Regions from separate parts of the Drosophila melanogaster genome. Here region 1 is linked to region 2. A link is a contact called in public Hi-C data. All regions are on one chromosome and are shown on one strand. The core of a region is the stretch at or near the end of the contact, and the rest is flanking DNA. Distances in the headings are between cores, read along the strand shown.

Region 1 (5,148 bases), core at 1,456-3,955, 170 kb after region 2:
ATGCGGTGAGGGAAGAGAAAATCTTTCACCTGTTCTTTCTAAGGAAGACTTAAATGGTTTTTTAAATCCCACATGTCGCATTAATATAAAAATAACTATGAAATGAATATCGTAATGGAACTAGAAATCTGGATTCTGGTACCGAAAAGAAATTTAAATCCGTGGGTTGGTGGCTCTGTGCGTCAGTGTGTGAGTCACGCAGCCTCACGAGTGATGCGATAGCATCGCAATTGGCGCACAAGAAATCACTGACCTTGACTTTAAACAAAGTTTAAGGCCCTTTGTGGCAGCCACTATAGTATACATCCATCCATAGGTGTATTTAGTGGTGTTGGTATGCATGGATTGTTGTATACACACACAAACATACTCTCGAACAACAAGCAGCATAATTATAGAGCCGAGCGGTGTTTCTAGACTGGTTTATTCTCCAAAGTCCCCGGACGTATCGCATCGCAACGTATCGCTGCGGCAGAGAAGTCGACGCCTGCCGCTGCCATTTCACGTTATTCTTTTCTTGTGATCGGAATATTATGTACGTTGAAAACGTTGAAAACGCACATGACGCAAGCGCGCAGACTTTTACCTGCCCCCTTTCCTTTCCTTTCCTTCCCATTCCCATTCCCATTCCCCATCTCTCTCTCTCTTTCACAAGCTCCTATTGCATCAGCGCTATATAGCAGGAAAAGTCACCAGTTGTAAACTAGCCTAGTTGGTAATGACCATAAAAAGCTGAACTTGCTTATACACAGGTTTAGACATCTACTATTTACCACAAAGCCAATGATTTCTGGTCTTGATCATTGGGTCTTTCGTTCTCTGTACGAAACACACATATTACGAGTCAAGTTTGGCTTAAAAGTGGGTGTGAAAACAAATTTACCTTGGTGGTTTTGAATCATACGGTGTTCTAATTTGGTATACACAAACTATTTGAAAATATGTAATTTTAGTTTTAATTTAATTAAAATCGGACTACTTTATCATATCAAAAAAGTGATAATATAATGCATTCTAATTCGGCATACGCCAGTGATTTTTTAAATATAAACAATGGTTTCGTCTAGCTGAAACTAGCTTCCTTTCTGATTTTTAATTATACAAATTCCAAAATTCATTGGAAAACAAAATGTTCCGAAACTCAAAAGAATGAAAATTTTGGAAGCCCATATTAAAAAAAAAAACGAGACCTGTAATCATTTCCAGTTCTGGTTCCCATTCAATTGATGACACTTGTGCGAAATCAGAGTTTATGCGAATACAAATAATCGTTTATTGCGAAACAAACCCGAAAATAAACGCGGATGATAATCTTTTGACTCACTGCACTGGTTCTATGCATGGGGCTTAGCCCCCAAAAAATGGCTAGATAGTACAAGTTACCCCACGACCAGTGGCGCGGTTTCCACTGCTTCCGCTCTTTGTAGCCCTTTTTCGGGCTCTTCTGCTGCGCTTCGTTCTTCGTTCGTGCTTCTTCTTCTCCGACTTCATCGCCGCCGTCTCCTTTGCCGCTCTCTTTGTAAGTGCAGCTCACTCCCACTCGCATATGTACATACAGAGCCCGGAATACTTGGAGTGCACTGCTCCCTCGCGCAATTTATGTTCTGTTCGAGTACATATGCCGCATACATATGTACGTGTGCGAGTGTAGGAGGTTGTCAGAGGTCAGTCTCATCGCCGCATGTATGTAGGTATGTACATGCATACAAACACCCGTTCCAATTGCCAATCCATTCCCCGTGGCGTTCTGCAGAAACTAGATTTCCCGCTCTCTCTCGGTCCCGTTCGCTGGTTCTTTGTCTCTCTCGCTCTCCCGCTGGCTAAAACTGGTTGAGTGAGTTTTTTCGGCTGGCCGCTTTTGTCGGCTTGGTTCGTTCGTTCCGTTCCCGTTCGTTTCCGTTCCTCGTTCCGCGTCTTGTAAAATTCTTCTTCGCCATGCTGGTTCATTCTCATTCAGTTCTTAACACTCGCCGGATAAACAACAGTTTGGCGCTTGTTCGCGTTCACTTCCCGTCGCGTTCAGAGAGAATACACTACTACTGCTGCTGCTAGTGTGTGTGCGTGCGTGTGAACTGTGCGAAAAGAAGCAATATAAAGTATTAATACTAGTGGAATATTAAGTAAATCTAAGTGCAACAGAAACATACACATACCTAGCCTATGTACGTATGCTACAAGATATACATATCTGCAGCAAATAAATGTTAACTCAGTATACAAGCGAACAAAAGCACCAGAAACAAATTGTTTAGTTTTGCTGCTCATTCTTCTTCTTCCACCGATGCCGTAGAGTTCATCAACTTGTTTAGAATCGCGTACGTGACTGTATGTATGCCTGTGTGAGTGAGTGACAGTGTGTTGGTGCTGCCTTTTTCCTGCTGCGCTTCCTCTTGCTCGTGCATCTATCTCTTTCTGGCGGCGCATCACTTGCATTGTTGCTGTTGCTGTTTGTTGCAATGCAACAAAACATTTTATTCTTGCCTTTTCCCCCTCCTGGTCTTCGCCTCCTTTGGCGTTTGTTTATGAGCGTGTTTGTGTATGTGTGTTTGTTCTTTTCGACGTCCGCGCGCATTGTTGTTATTTGCTTGCATTAACTTCTACGTTTCTACGCTTTTGTTATTATTATCTCATTTCTTATTTAGCTCTGCGCCACAGTCTGCTCTCCACAGTCACGGCCAGCAGTTGGTGTAAAAGTGTAATGTTGATGCTCGCCAAAGACATAAATAAAATAAGAGTGAAAAATGTAGAAAATCTAAGATATTTTTTCAGTTTGTGCAATACTACAAATTCGCTTGTACATATCCCCTCGACCTTAACTTTGCTTTCATATTCTCTTTCTGCGGAATACTATTCTGTATATTCCCCTGGTCAATAACCACTGTATTTGCAAGAGCAAACAATAATCTGATAATGATGAAATGGTTTATCAACCTCTGAAGCCTAGAGGTGTGCACACTTCCTTCAACTCCAATGCGCGACGACCTTCCCCCGGCCAAAAAGTCCGAAAGTCGAGCCTATTTATCGCGACACAACTGTTCAAACAATTCCCCAACAACATTCGATTCGCGTCGGCAGCGACTGTGTTCATGGGTATTGTTGTGGATATCGTTATTGTTATTGCATTTGTTGTTGCTGTTGCCGCTGCGATGCGGAAGAATAAAACACGAGTTTGTTTTCTTGTTTCTGTGTGTATTTTAAACCAAAATTATTACGGCAATGTTCTTTAAACTTAATCACTGTAGACTGACAGACTGATCGACGTGCAAACCACGCTTGGGGCTTCTCATTAATATACGAACTGCCGGTTCGAGTGAGTTAGTGAGTGCCTGTTTTATTTACGCCGAAAGCAAAAACACAAGAGGCGAAAACAAAACCGAAACCAAAATCTAAAAACGTGTTTCAAATTTGTTCCTATCTGTGTTGTGTCTCTGGGTCCAGTATTTGGGGTTTGGCGTACAAGCATGTGGATATGGATACGAGCAGAACGGAAAGACGAAACATAACATATCGAATGCTATTTACTCCATGTGTCTTGTTTCACGCTCGATTTGCGTCGCCAGCAGAGCTAAGAAATAAAAAACTACGCTTACTGATTAAAAAAGCTGTCGCCGGGCTTTATATTTTGCGTCGAACTGATTGTGTGCAGTGATTACTCGGAAGCGGGAATTAGAAAGGACCCCGGCCAGATATTTATTTGATTAAAAAATGCAAAAGCATGCTGCTAGCAACAGAAAAGAAGATTGTTTAAATTAATCATAAAATTGCACTAGTTTTTGCACTAGTTTACACTTTATACTTTATCGTAAACACCAGCTCGGGCAACCTTTTTGAAAACTCGAGAATTTACTGTTTATAAATAGGTACAACTGTACCCTAAACAAACAGAAGGGTTGAACAATTATAATTTTATGTTTTTTTCCTTGTTTTTCTAGCTCGTTACTGTATTGTTTGGAGCAGTCGAAAGTAATCTTCTTGGGTTTACCTAAAGACTTACAAGTCTGATCTAATTCACTTTTATTCGCATTCGCCCAGTGATCACTGTAGATTACCAGCTGCTTTGAAGATTTTCTGATTTACAATTCAGATACAATTGACAACGATCCTTCTTTTATCAACAGCGATTTGGGCCATCTCCAATCGATTCGCCATCGCAACCCGAACGCCTTGTGTAAATGCGTTTCCTGTGCTGTTTTGTTACTTTCTGAGATTTTCTAGAACTCGGTCGGGGTCGTTCTTCTTCCCTCTTCTGTCCCCGCCAATCTTTGTCGTACCAATTTCGTTGTGTTTTGCTCTGCTTTGTTTTGGGTTCATGTGCGAGTTTTCATTATCAGAGAGCGTTGCTTACCACCACGTAATAGATAACGCAGGCAACCCGAAGTTGGTACATCTCTAATTGAAAATGTTAAAGTAGATAGCAAATATTTATCGAAAGTTAACACGAAAATGAGGCGTACAGAGAACACGTTCCAATTGATTAGATGATGTTGCACCACAAGACGATGGCATGTGCATCTGCGTTTAAACTTCCTTTATGAGGTGAAATATTTAGGGCCTATTTAAGCTTGTAGATACTTTTAGTTAATTTGATCTTTTGCACACTTGGAAATACAGTTTGCTCTCACATCTAACCTTGGAAAAAAACAAAGGAAGTGAGTTTGCTCTCGACTATTTTGAAGTAAAGAGTGCGCGAATCTACATAGAAAGTCCTTATATGGTATTTCGTTTTACTTGACCAAAATTCTGAATGGAATGGAATATTCCCAGCCGACACTGTACCTGTGCAAGGTTGCGTCGATATTTTCTACCACCACTGTGCAGGACACACAGACACTTGCCATCTCGCTCGCCCTCGCTCACAGTGCAGCAGGAGAGTGGGGGAAGAAGCGGCAACTAACGAACCACAGACACTACAAAGCGCAGTAAGAAAGAAAAATGTTGTGCAGAATGAAAAAAAAAACAAGAACAGACAACAGAAACGAAAAAAGAACAAGAACTGCAATGACGACGCCGTTGACCTGCGGGGCCTTTGATGCGAGTGGGAAAGAGAAGGAGATGGATGGTCGTGGGAGAACGGCCCGTGGAGAAGAGCGAGCGGAGAGTGTGAAAGAGGCAGAGGAGAGGAGCGTCTGGGATCTCGGGACCCTCTGC
Region 2 (4,626 bases), core at 408-2,907:
TTTAAATAACAATTCTAGAGATTTAATCTAACAAGGCATTGCGCAATACAGCTGCGGTTGATTGAGCGAAACCCAAGATGGGCTATCACTAAAACGATCCACCACAAGACTAGGAAACTGGGAAAGGAGAGCCTCGGAACACATTTCGTTCGCAAGGTGGCCCATCTGACGACAGTTGGCTTTGTCGGGTGGTAATGCAAAACCGTAAACAAATACAAGGGAACCTCGATAACCGCTATGGGTGCTATTAAGTCTTAAGGTCGAGCATTAGAACCTTAGAGATAAATAAAGAATGTTTCAATGAATTACGAGTATTAACGTGGGATAAGCTTTTTCCTTGCCACTATAATCGAATGATGACTTTGAACGGAATTACCGATATTTAAGATTGGCTTTTGCTAACAGAAATTGCACTTAGGGGAGCTCGACTGTGGTGTGATAATTGAATCCGCCTGAAAGTGTTGGGGCAGAAAACCACTTTTGACTCATGATCCGCGCGACGGGAGCACGACTTGGGAATAAGCCAGTGACTGTGACAAAACTTCTCCGCAAGTACTTGTGAGTCATGCCCCATTGCCCAGGGGGGCAGGGGAGGGGTGGGTTGGCTGCAGGAGGGGCTGCAGTAAATGCAATTTAAATGATCATTAGGCGCATGAGTTTTATGTTGCCATTTAATGAGACGCAAATGCGGTGAGATGCCTGGGAAAGTGGCCGTTGCAGGTGAAAGGAGTGTAAAGGTTGGCGCAAATTGAAAGCCCTAAAATAGTTTTGCAAACTGATTTCTGTTTTTGAATTATCTTGTGTAATAGATATACATTTACAAACGTTTGTAATGTATACAAGTGTGTCTAGTACACTGTATTTATTTAATAATCTAGAGATGATCGTTACTTATCATAAACTATTATTATTGCAACGGATTTTGCTCAGGTGTTTTCAAAAACAATAAACAAAATGTTGGCTTCCTTTTCGCCATATTAATATAATTTATATTGCGCCTTAAAGTGGCTCTGGACAAAAGTAAATATTGCTCGGCGGCCTTCACTTACGTATTGAAGGTCTTCTGGTAGTCCTTGATCTGGTTACGGGAGAACTCGGGGAAGTCGGTGTAGACGTTGACCACTTTGTAGGTGCGACGCACCTCGATGCCCGCCTCCTGGGACTCCATGATCTCCTGGCGCCGATTGAGGATGTGCGTCAGCTCGGAGCTGTCCGTGTTGGTGGTGCTGCTGGGGCTGTCCACGCTGTCCTTGTTGGAGGCGGATGAGGCGTTCGAGGAAACGGACATTGTGTCGCTCCTTGTTGACTCGCTTTTTAGTGTGCTGGAATTTCCCTTTCTGCCCTTTTCTGCTGCCTTCTCACTCTCTCTTCCTTTTGGCACACCCACGCAAAAAGGACCGTAAAAGAGATGTCCGGATACACACACAAATGCGGCGATGCGCCAGGAAAACACACACGGACTCGTTGCACGTAAGCTTTTGTCGTGGGGAGTGGCCCTGAGTCCTTTTTTGGCTTTGAAAAAACAGTTGCAAGGTGCGTTTGAATTGCCGGTCTTTTTTTTTTTTTTTGCTGCAAATTGGCTTTCTTATTGGACAACTGGTGTTCCGCTTCGACCGCCGCGACTACCGAATCTTCTGAACGCTGAGAGACGAATGAAAGTGCGACCGTGACACGAGCGTTCAAATATACCAGCGGGCGCGGCGGCATTTTTCGAGTGACCGTGTGCTGACAAATACCAAAGTCAGCTGAATTTCGAGGCAATATATATACCTTACAATTTTTTTAATTCATTCTGTTACTAATAATGTATATAATCATTATTTAAAGCTAGCTGATGAACAGACGGTTTCAAATTTTACGAAAGTTTTTAACTTTCTTAAGCAAAATATGTAACCGAATATTTATTGTATGTTTATATAGTTATAATATAATTATATAATTAGTTTGATCACAAAATCAATCTTTGTATAATTTTAATGTTGTTCCCAATAAAATATTTAAATTTAAGATTCTTAAATATATTACGGCATATGAGGTATACAGACAACCCTAAACTATCGTCCAAAGCTCCCAGCCCTAGGTGTGCCCGCATTTTGATAGCAATTTAGCAAAATTTTGTAGAAAATTGTACCGACTGTGATTGTAATTCGTAATTGTTCAATAAAAATGGGCAGTAAACTGTTTAACAAACTCTTGCTAATTGCCGGATTTGCCAGCCTGGCACATGCTGCTTTTTCTGCTGCCCATCGTAAGTTTTCGTCACTGTTGTGGTAAATAAACTTTGGACCACTAAGTGCCGCATTTACTCCACAGATCGCACCTATTTGAGGCTGACGGAGCAGGAATGGAATAGCCTTCCATTGGACGTAGGTTTCGGTGCATTTAGGGTGCTTGCATGGTTACTCACGAAAAGTTTTCCTTTATCAATCCTTAGATTATCCTGCAGACCGTCATCAGTTTGGTGATTGTGATTTACAACATCATCGAGATCGTTGGCAACTTCAAGGAAATTCGCGCCACCGTGGACATGCAACAGAAAACTTGGGACACCTTGGGCAACTTCCCCTCGTTCTATTCCTTCAATCACCGTGGTCGTGCCTTAAATCCTGGATATACGCCCCCGGAATAAGAGACCTTTCTTTTAAGTTCTGCTATCCTTTTATTTATAGTCTCAGCAAGTTACAATATAGATAACGCTAAAGATCAACCAAACTCCGTAACCTGCATTCGAAAATTTGATGGATATTGCGGAACTCTTGCCTTGCAACAAGGACAATGCCTTGGCCTCCAGCTCATAGCTGGCTCTTAATTCCCGGCCAGGACTATTATTGCATGCCTGACTGTGACAAGTGCGACAACTGTCGAAGTGGTTACTCCTTAAGAGACATTCGTAGTATAGCTCGGGATTGGAACGACATCCTCTTACAATTTCTTTACTGTTGATGTCAAAGTACTCCAAGCAGGCCAATTCTTGATCCTCCGGCTCATTTGCTCGAGCCGGACAAGGCATAGCCGTTTGTCCCCTGGAGATCTCCTCGCAGTCCTGCACTCCCCTACACTGATGACACCAGAGGCGCTCCTCCGGAAATGATCCTTTGTTGCAGAAACTTCCTTCGCATAGTCGACAACTGGCCACATTTGCGGAAGCACAGCTGAAGTCCGATTTTTGGCAACCTCTCGCAGTGGTGGCGTTGTTAAAGGAAACAACCACACATGGTGCAGCCGGTTCATCGCATTCTTCAATGTAGATTTCGCCAGGACTTTCCCAATTTGCACAGCCTGCTCCCGCTTGATCCGTGCTGCATTGGTAGCACCGGGTGAAATCCTTACTATTACACCCAGCGCCTTCATCGCATTCATAGCACTTGGTGATTTGAGGATTTTCCGGCGGTGCTCCACAGCCTCGCTGAATACTCCAGTTGGAGTACTCACAGGAGAAACAGGAAGAGGCCTCAGCGGAGCTACAAGTGCTATTAGCTATAGCCGTAATATTTGTCCGGCAAAGTTCCTGATCCACGGAGTTGCATGTAAAACACTTCTGCTGCGTAATGCATCCTGCGTTGCAGTGGTCACTGGTATTACACTTTTCTAATTGCTCTACATACGGCTCCAAATCTGTTGGAATTTTAGTAGAACATCCTCTGACAACGCGGCTTAGTCTGCGAAAGCTGAAGCAGTACTTATCCTCTTGCTCACCCAACAGAACATCCTGCTGGCATTCCTCGTATAAGCTAACATTGCACCTGCCGGTGTTGACCTGAAAGAGATCTATCTTGCAACCCCGGCCGATTGCTGAATCGCAGGTGGCGCAGACTTGGGTCCAAGCTCCTTGCTCCTCATTGCAGCCATTGATCTCACACAGTTGGGCGGAAGTGGACAGCGTGTGATTCTGCTCGGAGGTACAACCTCTGTAGGCATCTGAAGAACTTATGACATCCGTGTAGCACTGATCCTCTTCCAAATGATAGCGACAGGGTTTTGGTTTGGATGCTGGAGCTGCCACGCATTCCTGTCCAGCGCAATGATGGCACTTAAGTCGTCCCGGCGGATAGACACCCGCATTGCACAGGTTCGTTGAGCAAGTCTTTGAGTAAGTCGCTCCGATGATGGGGGTTTCTGCTCCGCAGCCGCGGTATGTAATGGAGTCCACTAATTTGTGTGCGATTAATGGTATAGAAAATCGGAGTTACTAAATATTTCAAATATGTATCAATCAATATCAATGGTCTTTACCTTTGAAATATTAATGAATTGCAAAAATAGATTCTATAAAATGGCCGACTATCCGTCGATTTAGAAACAATTACAAATCACATTTAGGTTCACTTACCAATGGACATGGCACACGTCAGCTCGGTAGCGCACTCCTTGTAGGGAAGAACTCCCACTTCTCCGAGGGTCTGGGAACATTCCGGCAGGGCAATGGAATCGCAGTGGTAGCAAACAATGCCAAAACAACGGTCTGCTATTAAAAAAAAAAACCCCTCTAAGGTTACAACGCATTTTTCCGTGGGAAATCGCAGGTAGCTCACATCTCAGGAGGACCAGGAAAAGGAGGAGCAGGTGGTGGAAGCTTGAGTGGCGATTTGTCTGCAGTCCACGCATTTTGACAGCTCATAAAGAATG

The links. A called contact is a pair of places that touch in the nucleus more often than the background predicts.
Region 1: a Hi-C map of the Kc167 cell line shows a contact between it and region 2, with 4 times the contacts expected there. The contact joins the promoter of lncRNA:CR44977 here to the promoter of Swip-1 in region 2. A contact is called at or near these places in 2 of 107 Hi-C or Micro-C datasets (the Kc167 cell line and the S2 cell line).

Annotation. Positions count from the first base shown.
Region 1 is chr2L:19,156,594-19,161,741 of dm6, forward strand. It overlaps lncRNA:CR44977 (long non-coding RNA:CR44977), which reads right to left and starts at 2,706. Exons shown (of 2, transcript NR_124379.1): 1 at 2,154-2,706; 2 at 1,275-2,072. The region is part of intron 2 of brat (brain tumor); the gene reads left to right.
Region 2 is chr2L:18,985,623-18,990,248 of dm6, forward strand. Swip-1 (Swiprosin-1) reads right to left here and starts at 1,658. Exons shown (of 2, transcript NM_001299150.1): 1 at 1,050-1,658. The coding sequence starts at 1,288. EMC5 (ER membrane protein complex subunit 5) reads left to right here and starts at 2,085. Exons shown (of 3, transcript NM_136082.4): 1 at 2,085-2,248; 2 at 2,314-2,366; 3 at 2,435-2,709. The coding sequence starts at 2,167. The coding sequence ends at 2,629. CG15170 reads right to left here and starts at 4,611. Exons shown (of 3, transcript NM_136083.2): 1 at 4,533-4,611; 2 at 4,331-4,465; 3 at 2,646-4,149. The coding sequence starts at 4,605. The coding sequence ends at 2,672.